2 separate regions of the Oryctolagus cuniculus genome follow, and region 2 is linked to region 1. Evidence: chromatin contacts called from public Micro-C data. All regions are on one chromosome and are shown on one strand. Each heading gives the region's core, a stretch centred on a gene start, on an enhancer-like site or on the middle of the called end of the contact. The rest is flanking DNA. Distances are from core to core; before and after follow the strand shown.

Region 1 (4,507 bases), core at 465-2,964:
CCATGTGCCTCTGCCGAACTATTCATGTCCAACGGCTACTTCCTTTTTGGCTGCCACAATTGTCGTTATTTTTGCTAAATTCATGTGGCTGCCGTATTTTTGCAATAGGACATTTTGCTGATTGGGTTATGTGATTACGACCTTTAATCCCCATTCCAAAAGTTCTACTCATAAGAGTCCTTGGTGTCAAAACCGTCTTATTTACTGCAAGCGCTGTCGACCATGTCAAATAGCTTTTCAAACAGAGTATCCACCTCCACCATTTTCCTTTTTTTACACATTCAATATTGATTGAGTGCCTACTAGCGCCAGCCACCTTAGCAGGCTCTAGGCCCCAACACCATCCCTGTAAGGAGCTTCTGTTGGCCAGTGTTCACCTTAATGCGTAGACTTCCACAAGCCTGGCCCAGTGGTTCATCGTCAGCAGCAGCAGCAGAGGCAGGGAGTTTGTTAGGCACCTCCTTAGGCCCAGCCTACATTCTTTTTTTTTTTTTTTTGACAGGCAGAGTGGACAGTGAGAGAGAGAGACAGAGAGAAAGGTCTTCCTTTGCCGTTGGTTCACCCTCCAATGGCCGCCGCGGCCGGCGCGCTGCGGCCGGCGCACCGCGCTGATCCGGTGGCAGGAGCCAGGAGCCAGGTGCTTTTCCTGGTCTCCCATGGGGTGCAGGGCCCAAGTACTTGGGCCATCCTCCACTGCACTCCCTGGCCACAGCAGAGGGCTGGCCTAGAAGAGGGGCAACCGGGACAGAATCCGGCGTCCCGACCGGGACTAGAACCCGGTGTGCCGGCGCCGCAAGGTGGAGGATTAGCCTAGTGAGCCGCGGCGTCGGCCCCAGCCTACATTCTAAAGACGAGGCTCACCAATACGATTAAAAAAAAAAAAGAAGAAAAGAAAAAAACTTCCAGGGGTTTTGATGAACACTCAAGTTTGAAAACCAAGGTTTTAGTTCCACAGATTAGCGGTCAGTATCTGGTTTCTAAACCCACTTCAGATCTTTCCAGGGGAAACCTATCTCAAATAGAAGCAATGGGCTCCAACAATAGCCGCCCTGAGTTTAATGACGGGTAGTCCCTCAGATGATCATTGTTAAGAGTGGCAGTCATGCTCTGCCCTCCTCTCCCCCCCACAAAGAAAAAAACCATAAAAAAAAAAAAAAAACCAGCAAAAAAACCCAAGCCACCGCGGTGGCTTTTCTGGGGCTGTCCTAACCGACCCTGGGCCGACCGGGGCCGCGCTTTCACACAGACTCGGCGGGCACACGCAGCCCGGATCCGGCTGAGTCAGGGCGACGCTCAGGCCGCGTGGGGCCGCAGGAAGCCCTCAGCCGGGCTCGGGCCTCCATGCAGAGGCCAGGGGCCGGCAGCCCCGCCAGTACCACACTGGGGGTCGTCCAAGCGAGGCGCGGGTGGGGGGAAGCAGGGGCGCAGCGGCGAATCCGAGAGGCCGAGGCAGGGATGGCCAGCGCGGAAGCCGCACCCGCCCGGCCCCAGACGCCGGCAGGGCGGAGTCACGCGTCCGCAGCTCCGGCTGAGACGCGCGGCGCGGCGCGGGCTCGTGGCTGAGGCGTATGGGGCTACAACGGGAGCGGCTGCGCCGCCCGGCCGGGTCGGTGTCGTGCGCATGCGCGGGTCCGGCGCCATTTTGGTGGCCGGGCGCGGAGGTGATTCCACAGAGCAGAGCCCGGCGGCCGGGGTGGCAGCGGCGGTGTTCGTGTGCTGGGATCTGAATCTCCGAGGGAGGAGGCGGTGGAGGAAGAGGTGGCGGCGGTGGCGGTGGTCGTAGCGGTGGCGGAGGAGGCGGGTACGAATCAGCTGCGGGCGGAGACATGGCCAACATCGCGGTGCAGCGAATCAAGCGGGAGTTCAAGGAGGTGCTGAAGAGCGAGGAGGTCAGAAATGAACTCCCGGACATTCCCCCACCAAGGCCCAGGGCGGGCGGGCCCTCCCAGCGGCGACCCCGATATCCCCGGTGGCCCTCCCCGCGGCCGCCCTTTTGCCTGTGGGGAAGCGGCCGTCTCCCCCTCCTCCTCCCGCCGCCTTCCCCTCCCTTCTAGGGCCCTGGGGTGGACGGCTCGCGGGCGGGTGGTCTGGGGAGGAGTACGGTTTGGGGGGGGGCGGATGAAGAGGGGTGCACTCCGCGGCGGGGTACGAGCTCTCTCTCCCGAGCCTCGAGGCGGTGGCAGCAGCTGGAAGTGTGGCTGTGGGGTGTGGGAAGGCAGCAAGGCCGGGCCTGAGAAAACCCGGGAAGTGGGTTGGGGGAAGGGGAAAGGTGGTAACTGGATCCGGAGAGCAGCGCTGCTCCAAGGCCCACACTCTGAAGGGTCTTGGGGTTGTTGCCTGTTAGGCCTTTGCTGTCCGTTCCGAAGGCGAGGAGCGATGAGAGCCCTGAGGTGCTGGGGGAAGGAGAAGGACATGCAGAGGTATTCCCTCCTAGTTAGGCGTGGGGAGACAGGAAAGGCATAATGGGATACTAGCTTGTTTGGGGGATGGGATAAAGGAATTTTCACCTGAGATAGGGAATTAATTCCAAATGAGATCTTTATCTCCTTTCCACGTGCCCCCCAGTTCCTAGGCCTCTTTATTGACATCTAGTGCTTTTTAACGGGGCAGAGGCTAGGTAGTGTATTAAAGATATTTACATATTTTTAGCTAAGGAAAAAATAGTGAATGAGTAGCTTATTTGAGAACATTATTTACAGGTTACATATCAGACTGTCTCAAGACAATGCCTCTGTGACTCGTGTTGGGCCATGAAACTCCATTATGATGTCCCTCATGGTTAAAACTTGTGTCTTTTAAAAATAGACCCATTAAAAACAAAGGATTTCACCCTGTTAATACATTGTTGTCTCTTAATTGAGTAGGTTTAACTCAATATACATCTCTTGACATAGCATATTCTTTATTTTTAAATTGTCTTTTTCTGCCGTTGAGTCCTGCAGAATTTAGATGCCTTACTTCTGACCACATTTACTTATGTAAGGTATTTAAAATGTCCTAGTAATTCTGACTCGAAACTCTGCAAGTGTCAGTACAGTTTGTCATAACTACTGAAAATTACTATTTTCGAGATCCACACCCATGTCATTATTGAATATATCATTGCTATTTGTGTCTTTTCTAATTGTTGCTTTGATAATGTCAATAAAGATTTGTGACACTCAGCCTTCCCAGGATGTGATGAGTAATTGACATAGTCTAATAGCACTTAAGCTTTATTTGTGTCATTGAATCTACTGTGATTTCATCTTTCCATACATCAGATGTGGAGAAAATCATTATAAAATTCAAAAATGACAAATACTAGCAGATCTATTGACTATAGTAGTACGTAAGTCATGATCAGCTCTACAGAGCATGTGTATGAACTCTGACCTTTGTGTTCGTTCATATGCCAAAACTCTGAATGGAAGGATGACTTTGTATTTTTTGTGGTACAATGCAGAATAGAGTCATTAATGTCTGGAGAGTGTGCAGTGAAACAGTGGTACTAACTTTCTATTTAGTAATGATAAGAAAGATGTATTCCAGGGTAGTTGATGTATATATTCCTAATGAAGAATTGCGGCTAATATTGTTGCTAACATCCTAAAACATTTCCTTTATAATAAGGGTGTACAAGCCTGAAACTTAATGAACTAATAGTTGTGGTGTTTTTTTTTTTTTTTTGTATTATTTAAAAGTGGTAAGTTACTGCTTCAGGTAATTCACGTGATCTTTTTGCTTTATGTGAGGTGACTTTATCATTGTATTCTTAAGGACTTAAGTTGAGGATTACCAGAAATACTTGTATTACCCTAGAAGTGCATATTGTTAAAATAATCTTTTTTTTTTTTTTTAAATGTAAGGGCTACTAGAGCCTTACTTTTAAAAGTGTCATAGTATTTTAGAGAAAGCAAGCAGGAAATACAAACAAAATTATTTTTAAAGTACCTTTATAAATCTGGAAGGAAACTGCTTCGGAGAAAGTGAGTTGCGAAGAACCTTTAGTTAAGGTCAAGCAGTTTAATCTTGAAATAAATATAACTAATAAACAGCTTTATTTTCATCAATATTTTAGTGGGCCCAGTTATATAAGTAGATTATGTTGATTATTTTCAGCTTATTGAAGGACTGGTGTTCTTTGTAAGGGTATAAATGCAGTATTTTGAATGGCCGATCAGTAATAAGTTATTTCGTCATGTCACGTTATGTGAATCTCTGGTTTACTGAAGTTTATTTCCTGTTCTTGTGTTTACTAAAACTAGTGGTTGATTTAAAGACCCCCCCTTTTTTGGGGAGCCCTTTTGTGTCTTTGTGAAGATAGCTAATGTCACAAGAGGTTATACACAACTATTAGAATATGTATTTGTGCAGGTGAAAGCATCATGAGAAATTGGTAAAAGTAGCTTCTTTTGTGTAGGGGGGTTGGGTGTATAGGGTATGAAGAGATCTGTTCAGACTAAATAAAATACATAAAGGCACCATCTAAGCCTGTTTTCCTTAGGACAGTGTTAGAAATCCATCT
Region 2 (4,900 bases), core at 979-3,478, 320 kb after region 1:
GTGTTCAGTAATTCAAATATTCCAACATCTTTGCAATGAACATACATGACCTTGGGTGAGAATGAACATGATAAACAATCCATTTATCCCATGTGTTAACTTACAGCGAGGTCTCAGGATTTCAAAGATGTGTTGTACTTTTCCCATTGGCTTAGAATTTGAACCAATAAGGAAGGAGGAAATCTTGATAAATATTCATAAAAGTCTGGCATTGTGAATGTTGAGCAAAGATTGCTTTGTTCTTCATTTGAGTCTGACTTTAAGAGCTTTATGGTACTGCTGTCTTCCTTTTACTGACACAGTAAGCAGATTTTTAAATATTTAGCCTGGTCGCTGTCTTTGTGCCCTGAAATATATTCACCAATGTTAAGAACACCTTATTTCTTAATGTTCAGACTTAATGAATTCTGTGTTCAAAGGAAAATCGAGAATTTAAATGCAAGTTTTTATTATCATGCTGAACATATTTCATATGAACAAAATTAATATTAATTTGCTAGACCTGTTTAAAGTTTATAATTACTAGGGTTCTTTCATTTTGAAAGTGCCATATATTACAGTTATTAGTCTCCTTTAATGGATGTTTAGAGGCAGAGTTAATGTTAGGTTCTCAGCAACAGCTATTTATATCTTGAGTCTGGGTTATAACAATTTTTTTGTCTTTTTAAATTTGATAAAAGCATTACTACAGGTGTTGGCATAGTCATTTCTTAACACTGGAACTCAAGGGATCTATAAAAAGACCAAAAATAAATACAAAAGGAAATCTTTCCCCCTTTGAATTTTTCTCTGGATTGGTAATTTTATCAGACTTGCCATCCTTAGGTTTCTGCTGAAATATTAGTGGTTTCTAGAAAAAGAATGTTCTCATTAAGTATGAGTAGGTGTTCCAGTTAGCACTAAACGAAGAAAAAACTCACCTGCCCTCTCCTCGAATTTACTCTAGGTTTAAAGCAGTTACCATAACAACACTGACAGGTAATGTTTTCTTCACGCAAAGGAATACTTTGCGTGTATCTTTGATTAACACTGAAAGTAGAATAAAAATTAACTGCAAAGGGAGGGAGCAGAGGAAGGCCAAAATAGGCAAAGCCACCACCACCATATCCCAAAAAGCGAGGGCAAAAATCGGCGTACTTTTCAGACACTAAATATTTAAGAGCACACAACACTAAACCAAGGAGAGCAGTTGAGGGGGGAGAAAAATGGAGCAGGCGTGGGGGACGGGCTAGTAACACAGCGACGGCAACAGAGAAATAACACCGTGAAACTGGTGTTGTGTGTGTGTGTGTGTGTGTGTGTGTTTTTTTCCCGGCACCCGAAACTCCAGCTCCGAAGCGGGGCAAAGGCCAGCGCCCGCGGCCCTCCGAGCAAGCGTGCACACATTTCTGGGTCTCCGCCAGCGAGTTGGGACCGAGCGCCCGCAGCCTTCGTCCGGGCCGCGGCGGCTGCCGGCCCTTTTGTCTCCCGGCCGGGCTCGGGGCGGCCACGCCGAGTCCGCCGGCCGAGCGCCCGCCGCCCTGGCCTTCGGGGCCCCGCGCCAGCAGCCCCCGCTGGGCGGATCGGAGGTCGCCGTGCTCTGCCCTCCGTCCCCTCCAACTTGCCGCCGGGACGCCGCGCGCCCGCGGGCCAGTCCCGGCTCCCGTTTCCTCCCTCACCTGGAGCGGCCAGGTCGACCTTGTGTTTGTTTTGGTTTTCGGGCTAGAGAGAGTGCGTGGAGGGCCAGAAGCAGCTGCGGTTTACCGCGCCGCTTTTTTTTTTTTTTTTTTTGGCACAAACTCCGGGCCCCTTGGCTCCTGCCTGCTCCCAGGACCAGACACACAGACAAGGGGCTTTTGCTTCCCCCGGGTGACCGCCTGCGGCCGGGGGTCCGATGCCGCAGAACCGGTCAAGCCGGGACTCGCGCTCCTGAGGGAGCCCGAGAGGTGGCAGCGCCAGCGGGCTCGGGTCGCCCAGGCCGGCCCCGCGGGGCGGGCCGACGCGCCCCGGCGGAGCTCTGGGACGAACCAGAGGTCGCGGCGGGAAGCCGGCGGGTGTGGGGAAGGGCGGAGGGCGGCGATCCACCTGGGCGACGTGGCAGCCATTACCGACTCGCGGAGACCCTCCCCACTCGGCCGCCCACCCGCCCTCTCGCGGCTGGCTCCTGTGAGGCTGCTCTTCCCCGGCCGGACGGAGAGCGGCAGTGTCTCCCCGCCGGGCGCGCTCGCCGCGCGTCTCCCCCCCTTCGGCCGCCCCAGCTCGCCAGCCCTGCGCCGCGCCGGAGAGCGCAGTGGCGGCGGCGGGAAAGGGCTGCGGACCCGCGGCGCCGCGTCGCTCACTCGACGACGCGGCCCCGGCCTCGACGCCCTCTGCCGGCTCCAGGAGCAGGTAAAGGCGGCGGGTGGGCGGCCGGGCGGCGGGTCTGAGGTGAGGGCCCCCCGGGGGTTGGAGCGCGGGTGCTGGGAAGGGGTCCCGGGGCGACGAGCCGAAGCCGAGGGCCCGAGGCAGCGGCGGGCGGCGCTTGCGAGCGAGACCCAAAGCCCCGAACGTGGGGGCGGGCGCGGGCCGTCTCTCGTCCGGTCCGCGGGCCTCGCAGCCCGGACGGAAGGGAAGTGAGGCGTCGGCGAGAGGCGGGCCCTGGCGCGCAGCCGGAGGCCGGGCGAAGGTGGGGGCCGCGGCCGCTTCCCGGGCCTCTCTGCCTGGCGGACCTTCAGGCCCCGACACACCCCTCTTCTCGCCCCCCGGGGCCTCCTCCCTGTTTGTTCCCGCCGGGACTTGACCTTGCGCCTCTCTGGGCGCCCTCGGTGTTTCCCAGGCGGCGTCGCCTTCTGAGAACTTCAGGCCACGTTCCCGAGCACGGAGTGCGAGCAGAGCTGTTTATTTACTCACTTCTTCCAGCCCCAACACACAGCCACTCACTGCACGCGTTCCGGGTTCGGATCCTGCGGGAGACATCGCGCTCCCCTGGGATCGCCTCGCCCTTCCCCTCTCGGGGACTTTGGCCCTCGCTGGGACCCTCCCTGAGCCCTGCTCCGCGGGACCCTCTCGGCGCTCTCTTGGAGATCAGCCTTGCATGGAGTGAGGCATCCTAGCAGGGGCACAGCTTGCCCCTCAACGCTCTTTGAGTTAAAACAGTTTTCTCCCCGCGCAAGAGTCATCTGACAAACGTGGGTGGCTAGGGCGCGGGCAGCCTCGGCCGGCCCAGTCCTGCGGCCGGCGGCCGGCGACCGCCTTTGGAACTAGGCGCCGGTCTGGGCGGCGCGGACGGGTTTGTACACATTCTCGCCATGCAGCGGTTGTACGGGCTCCATGGCGCAGTTGTGACTGGAAGGCGGGATTGGCTGGTTTTTCTACTCGGCATCTCGGAGCCAATCAGGAGGCGCTGCTTGCCCGGAGACTGGTTAACTCAGGACCGGCGGCGATTGGCTGAGCCGGAGCAGGGGCTCCTGGCGACGAACCTGGCCTCTCCGAAAACAATGACTGCCCCGCAGCTGCCTCTCCTGGTGTTTTGTTTTGTTTTGTTTTTAAATGTTATCTTTTAATCCCCACAGCAAGCTTTCACTTCCTATCGATTATCGCTAGTGTTTTTCTTGCAAACATCAGCTCTCTCTTGTAACTCATTTTAGCTCGCACCTTTTAGTTTTTTTTTTTTTTTTCCCTGAAAGCATCCTTACACGCTGTAAGAAAGGTAACCTGCAGTTTTGTGTTTTGATGAGTGTGTTCACTTTATCTCCTTACGTTGGTCGTTTTGGAAAGGTGTGAAGTGCAGGCGATTTTTAGGCTCTGTGCCTTTATTATAAGTGCTGTTGCTGGGATGGAGGGGTGTGGAGATGGTGGGAAGGGAAGGAGGCTACAGTTTAGTTAATGACACAGACCACAGACCAACAAAAACAACAACACAACCACAACAATGAAAGCCCCTGCAGATGGGCACAGGGAATGTCAGTTTGGGTACTTGTTGACTTTAGTTGCTTGGAATGGAGTGAGAAGTACTGGACGTTATGGAAATGGTGGGCTTTTATCTGTATCTTTTGATCATCTGTTGAGCTAGCTGTGTTTCGTAAGACTGTCCAAGTTCCAGGTATATCACTGTTAGTGTCTTTTTTTCTAGAAGCTATTTCTTTAGTTTGTGGTTGCTGTTTGGTTGTTTTTAGTTTTCATAACATTTTAAACCTTTATACTCACAGCCATTTATCATTCTAGTCCTTTATCATTCTTCATTCTTCTAAGTTGACAAACGTCCTGTTGTACAGATGTGAAAATCAGTTATTTTCTACTGTTCCTAAACTTAAGTCTTTATTAATTTATTTTACTACAAGATGTGAAGCCTCTTTTTTTTGTATATTATTATTATATAAATTTTAAAAAATAGGGTAGGGAATGACATTCTTTTTAAAGAAAATACTTATTTTCATCTGTTTGAAAGGCAAAGTAACAGAGAGAGAGAGAGAGAGATTCTTCCATCTCCTGGTTCACCCCCCAAATGTCTGCAACCTCTGGTCTAGGCCAAAACCAGGAGCCAGGAGCTCCATCTGGGTCTCCCATGTGGGTGGCAGAGGCACAAGCACTTGAGCCATCACGTACTGCCTCCCAGGATGCATTTGCAGGAAGCTGGATTGGCTGTCTGACATGAAATTCAGGCTCACAAGTGGCAGCGTAACTTGCTGCAGCACAGTGCCCGCCCCACTATTAAATAATTTTGACACTTTATTAAAAGGCACTGTGGTGTAGGGGTAAAGCTGCTGTCTGCAGTTCTGGCATCCCATATGGGTGCTGTTTTGAGTCCTGGCTGCTCCACTTGCAATCTGGCTCTCTGCTATGACCTGGGAAAGTAGTAGAAGATGGCCCAAGTCCTTGGGTCCCTGCACCTGTGTGGGAGGCTGAAGAAGCTCCTGGCTCCTGGATTCAAATAGGCCCAGCT

The links. A called contact is a pair of places that touch in the nucleus more often than the background predicts.
Region 2: a contact with region 1 is called in a Micro-C map of ear pinna, with 8 times the contacts expected there. The contact joins the promoter of N4BP2 here to the promoter of UBE2K in region 1. A contact is called at or near these places in 2 of 6 Hi-C or Micro-C datasets (ear pinna and an unstated tissue).

The regions. Positions count from the first base shown.
Region 1 is chr2:33,548,807-33,553,313 of mOryCun1.1, forward strand. UBE2K (ubiquitin conjugating enzyme E2 K) reads left to right here and starts at 1,715. Exons shown (of 6, transcript XM_051842473.2): 1 at 1,715-1,889.
Region 2 is chr2:33,873,024-33,877,923 of mOryCun1.1, forward strand. It overlaps N4BP2 (NEDD4 binding protein 2), which reads left to right and starts at 2,229. Exons shown (of 19, transcript XR_011386210.1): 1 at 2,229-2,367.